Linked DNA regions of Mus musculus: region 2 is linked to region 1. The links are chromatin contacts, called in public promoter capture Hi-C maps. All regions are on one chromosome and are shown on one strand. The core of a region is the stretch at or near the end of the contact, and the rest is flanking DNA. Distances in the headings are between cores, read along the strand shown. Region 1 overlaps Umad1 (UMAP1-MVP12 associated (UMA) domain containing 1). Region 2 holds the start of A430035B10Rik (RIKEN cDNA A430035B10 gene).

Region 1 (2,694 bases), core at 123-2,622:
AAAGTATGGAGCAGAGACTGAAGGAGGGACCATGCAGAGACTGCCGCACATTGGGATCCATCCCATATACAGTCATCAGACACTATTATGGATGCCAATAAGTGCTTGCTGACAGGAGCCTGATATAGCTATCTCATAAGAGGCTCTGCCAGTGCCTGACAAATACAGAAGTGGATGCTCACAGCCATCCATTAGACTGAGCATAAAGTCCCCAATGGAGGATCGAGAGAAAGAACCCAAGGAGCTGAAGGGGTTTGCAGCACCATAGTAGGAACAATAATATGAACCAACCAGTAACCCCAGAGCTCCCAGGGACTAAACCTCTGACCAAAAAGTACACATAGAGAGATGCATGGCTCCAGGTGTATATATAGCAGAGGATGGCCTTGTTGGACATCAATGGGAGGAGAGTCCCTTGGTCCTGTGAAGGCTCGATGGCCCAGTGTAGGGTAATCCCAGGACAGGGAACTGGGAGTGGGTGGGTTGGTGAGCAGGGGGAGGGGGGATGGGATAGAAGGTTTTGGGAGGGGAAACCAGGAAAGGAGATATCATTTGAAATGTAAATAAATATCTAATAAAAAAATAAAAAAATAAAACTAAATCCAGTGCTTTGGTGGAAAAACAAAACAAAACAGGATAGTACCTAGGAAGTATTTCTGTTTATAAAAGTATACACACCCCAGTGGGTTTCACAAAGCTTAATGCTAAAGAACTGCCATGCCAGAGTCATTCTAAATAAGTATGACAGAATGCCATTCTTCAATTTATAGAACATTTAGTACCTCAGTGACAATTCAGATTCTCCAGAGTCTTTATTTCTTTGAATAGTGGCCATTAGCTAGAGTTTTTAAGCAATCCATAAAGGCTGTTTATTACGCCCATTCAAAATTCAACTCTTGTTCCCCCTGAATTAGTGCCCTTGGCATGATCCAATCTTTTTGTACAGTATACCTTTTGATGTCAGAAAAATATCATAATTCATCTTTATTGATTTGGTTTTATGTTCCATTATCTGAAGTCTGCCAATTCTTTAATAAGTAAACATGAAGGCTAGAAAGGACTTAACAGTCACATGTGTGCAATCAGGAATCTGTAATCATCAAAAAGTCTATCAAACTACAGCTGCAGTTGTGTCTGCAACTCAGTGTCCCTTTGGCCAAAGTGACAAATGCTGATAATCCCTTCAAAGCAATCCCACGCAGGGAAATGTGAGCAAAGGGTCAGGGTAGGAACAAATGTATGGTCTTAGCTAATTGTGGTTTACACATCTCAACATGTTTCAAGCTTTGCAAAACCATGGGCAGAGACAGGAGCACAGCGCTACAGGTCCTCCCTGTAAACCAGCTTCTGGTCATCCCGCCTTGATTACAGCAGGCAGCAGTGAGAAAGCAGTCCAAGATGCTCCTGAGCTCAAACCCACAGCAACTGGTCTCCCCACCCCAGGAAAACGCCACTCCAGGCTTCAGCACAACTACTGAAAGCATTGCTACCATGCTCATTTACTTTTCTGACTTTCCCCACCAAAACTGGAATTGCTTTAACTCAGTTTTGCCAAAATTGAGAAGGAGAGAAATTGAAGTCGTAATGAACTGAAATTTCTAACCCCAGAAGCTTCTTTAGTTTCAGTTTCACCAATCTACTGTTTTGATTGGCATAGACAGTGTTTGTCTCTCCAATGTTTGGAAAACTTGGAAATGTCAGCCTATTTTAACATAACAACTCTAAAAGTTTTATTTGCCCCACACACCCATAAATATCACTCTCATTTATAAGAAAAACAGTTATAAATGAGAAGCAGTGGCACATATAATTAAGGGAGAAATATTCATCAGAGTTGAGTATTTAGCGGACTAGACTAAGGTAGCCAGTGGTTCAGTGGTGTGGTGCTATGCTCACTCTGCTCGGCTACGCACAGGGGAGCCTGCACAGCATCAAACAGCTCTGTAGAGGAGCAGTCTCAACTGACTCCAAACACAAATGAAGCTGGTTTTCAGTTTCTCTTTACAACTCAACTTATGGTTCTAATATAAAGAATTTCAAGATACCATGGAGGTTATTGCTTTACGAATGTTTTATTGATACTAGTTACTATCTCCATTGAGACTCTCCTATTTGTATGCCCAGCAGCAGCATTGGAATGGTTATTGCTTTTGTCAAGTTCTATACAATCTTAAAGCTATAAGCAATTAATAGCACAAACCCTGGATCCAATATAATCCCATGCTTAAATCCACTGGCACCTCAGCAATTCTATTTGTACAATAGTAATATAACACCTACATCATAATGTTACCAAAGATAATTCATAAGTTCATGAATATAAATACCCAGAACATAGTCAGACACAAAACAGGAATAGACATACATGTTAAATACGAAAAAATATGTACCAATGTGTAATATGAAATAAGAAACAGAGACTATAATCAAGAAATAGGGCATCACTACAATTTGAATGAAGTTTTACTATTTCCCATCAAATGTTGTAGTTCTAACTGCCAAAGACAGCTACATTAAATTGTGTCACATTAGTACATTGTCAAGACCCTATCTCTGGTCATTGTCAAAGACTGATGGTGGGTAGATAAGTTCTAATGTATGCAAAATTGTCTTTATTAAAGCAGCTTCAGACAAATCATTTAGTTTCTCAGAGCTCCAGAATTGGGAAAATGTTGTGACAGTTTGTATATGTTT
Region 2 (2,694 bases), core at 112-2,611, 170 kb before region 1:
GTGAGGGTCGGATAAAAGTTGATTTCCAGGTCGCTCCTCCAAGCCCTGCAGCGACCTCAGGGTGGGGGGTGAGATTCCCAAAGCCACTTTCACACCTTCGGTAATGCACTAGCAAACAGAAGCCCGGAGAGGCTGAAGTTTTCCACGCAGGGCACCGTCGGGGAGACGCAGCCCGGGAGGACGGGAGGGTTGGGCTCGCTACCTCTGCACACGGGCGAGCCGGGACTCCGTCTCTCAGGTGAGCTGCTCCTCCGCCGGCTCTCGGGGGACCGTCTCGGGCGGCCCTTGGCGCGAGGCGCCTGCTCGGCTGGGGCAGCGGCCGGCGGTGGAGTCGGGCTGGACGGGCTGGGGCCGCGGGCCCCTCCGGGCCCGGAGAGACTGCCGAGCGCGGCGGCGGCGGTGGCGGCGGCGGCGGCCGGGCGCGTGGGGCTGTGCTGGCTGCCCCGCAGGAGCTGGTAGGGCACCGTGGCGCGGATGGGCTGCAGCAGCCGACCGGCTCCCGCAGCCGGTGCGCAGCTCCCGGCCGGCCCCGTCCCGCTCCCGGCAGCGGCGGGCGGGGAGCCCGCGGTGCTGCGCCGCATCCTCTGCGGCGCGGAGTGAGGGGTCTGAGAGGAACTGGAGGACGCAGTGGACATGGTGGCTCCGCGGGCGGGCGGGCGGGCGGGCGCGCGAGCGAGCGTGTGGGAGCCGGCGCCGCGGTGCGTGCGATGTGTACGGGGGAGGGGCGGGGAGGGGCGGAGCCGCGGGGCTCCCCTTCCGACGCGCACCCCGCCGCCGAGGGGGAGGGGACGCCGCGACGGCCAACGTCCAACGGCTCAACCGCCCCGCGGCGCTCTGCGGGGCGCTCACGGCAGAGCCCGCGTCGAGCCCATGGCCGCCGCCGCCGCCGCCCCGGGCATCGCGCTGACAGGGCACTCGCCCGCTTCCCGCGGCTGCTCAGCCCTCGCGGGGGGTCGCCCGCGCGACACGACTCGGCGACCACGGGCAGCGCCGGGACTTTAGCCTCGGAGGAGAGAAAGGGGCCTCGAGGCGCCTCGCGCTGCGCGTAACCCGCGCCACCGCAAACGCCGCCGCCGCTGCCGCCGCCACCTCGACCCGCTTCTCACTCGGAATGGCAACTAATCCTGTGTCGGCGCCCCGCCTCCGGCCCCGCCTCTGGGCGTTCCGGACCCGGCTCCTGCGGCTGCGAGCGCTGTGATTGGCAGCGCCACCCTACTCCGGGATGCCAAGGAATGGTTGTATTGTCGGAGTGAGAGGAGACTCGGCCAATTACAGTACCACGTTTCCGCTCTGGGGGCGGAGCATGGAAGTGGATGAGAGAGGCGGGCCTCGCGCGGAGGGAGGGACTTAAGAGTTGACAGGCTTTGAGGTGAGGGTCAGGTTAGAAAAGTGGGTCCATACGTGCCCTGCGCGGACTCCGACGCCCAAAGACACGCGCGCGCTGCGATAAGCAAGTTACAAGGATTCCACCCTCCAGTGCTCTCTACAACCTGGGGCTGAGGACGCTGAAGCCAAACTAATTTTGCAAATACACCTGCATCCGGTGAGATGTTTTAGTTAAAGCTGAGTGAAGGATCCTTAACCCTTTTAATCTTAGAAATGTCTTTAAGTGTCCTAGTCGCCTTGTGAATCAAAACAACTTCAGGATTAGTGTATGGATGCTACATTGAACAAAATGCACCTGCCATTACAACCTGTTTGTCGTTACAGGGTAGGGTGGAGAACATCACATTCTGAATTGTACACGTCAACAAGAAAATTTACAGCATCGCATCATCAGATTTATTAATGGAGAGCACCTAGTTTACTACCCCGGAGCTGATGGTCTCTTGGGAGAAAGACCAGGCATAATGTAACAATTCATTGTGGTCATTTCCTCTGTGTGATGGCACTGGGGGTTATTCTTCTGCAAGGAAAATGAGAAGTACGAAGATTTTAGATGGGCATAAGAAAGTATATAAAACCCTAATCAGGAATAGTTAAAGCTCTACATCAGATACCTCCTATTAATTCACATGAGATAAACAAAAACATAAGATTTTACAAAATAAAGAAGTGGCGTGTCAGATTGGCGTCTGCCTGGTGTCTGCCCACACTGGCAAGCTTCCTGATTCCAGGCACTAAATGATCAGTTTCACTCAGAGGAGCCACCTTTCTCTGCTTCCCTGTGTGGTCAGACAGAAATTAAATGAAATTAAATGAAAATTTTTAAAAAAATAAGAAAAAATAAGAAGCACAGTAAATTGTTGTTTAGAAAAAATATTGATGATGCCTAATCAAAATACAAAAAATAGCATCTAGTACTATATCCTACTATATTAGTCATAGTTCTATGCTTTATCACATATAAAAATAATAGCTAATGTTTACTAAACATTCACCACGTGCTAGCCACTGTTCTAAGGACATTATTATGTGTTAACTCATTCGTTCTTCACATAATCCACAAGGTATGTGCTGTTATTATCCTCCCTGCTTTATCTGGGGCACAAAGACACTAATTGTCTTGTCTGAGATCACTCAGCTAAGTGGAAGCTGAGGCCAGAGGGACCCAGGCAGGCGTCTGAAGAAGCCCTGTGCCCTTAGTACCTCCAAGCAGAAGATGCGTGTTCTGATTAAGAGACTTTATGGTAGCTCACAGATGTCCAAACGAGCTTTTAGACATGACTAGCAGCTCCCTTTTCTTACTTTCTA

What was found. Promoter capture Hi-C pulls out the DNA fragments that hold promoters and counts their contacts.
Region 2: a promoter capture Hi-C map of liver shows a contact between it and region 1, with 2.1 times the contacts expected there. The contact joins the promoter of A430035B10Rik here to the enhancer-like site in region 1. A contact is called at or near these places in 12 of 39 promoter capture datasets (the 3T3-L1 cell line, 3T3-L1-derived adipocytes, the C10 cell line and 6 more), 17 of 484 Hi-C or Micro-C datasets (B cells, the C10 cell line, the CH12 cell line and 12 more), 4 of 115 datasets of contacts at active chromatin or transcription factors (the 230-238 cell line, the SCID.adh cell line, bone marrow-derived macrophages and 1 more) and 4 of 9 other capture datasets (adipose tissue, liver, macrophages and 1 more).

What each region holds. Positions count from the first base shown.
Region 1 is chr6:8,335,884-8,338,577 of GRCm38.p6, reverse strand. All of the region lies in intron 2 of Umad1 (UMAP1-MVP12 associated (UMA) domain containing 1), which reads right to left. The region is part of intron 2 of Gm46952 (a long non-coding RNA gene); the gene reads left to right. Among named protein-coding and RNA genes, the nearest start is that of Gm46952, 8.3 kb to the left of the region's middle. Within about 2 kb of position 1,372, at least 39 of the 459 cell types and tissues checked have an H3K27ac peak or open chromatin away from gene starts, as enhancers often do. A contact at or near this core is called in 3T3-L1-derived adipocytes, the SCID.adh cell line, adipose tissue and 3 more, where this site is marked.
Region 2 is chr6:8,507,828-8,510,521 of GRCm38.p6, reverse strand. A430035B10Rik (RIKEN cDNA A430035B10 gene) reads left to right here and starts at 1,361. Exons shown (of 2, transcript NR_040452.1): 1 at 1,361-1,543; 2 at 1,711-2,694. Glcci1 (glucocorticoid induced transcript 1) reads right to left here and starts at 922. Exons shown (of 8, transcript NM_133236.3): 1 at 203-922. The coding sequence starts at 635.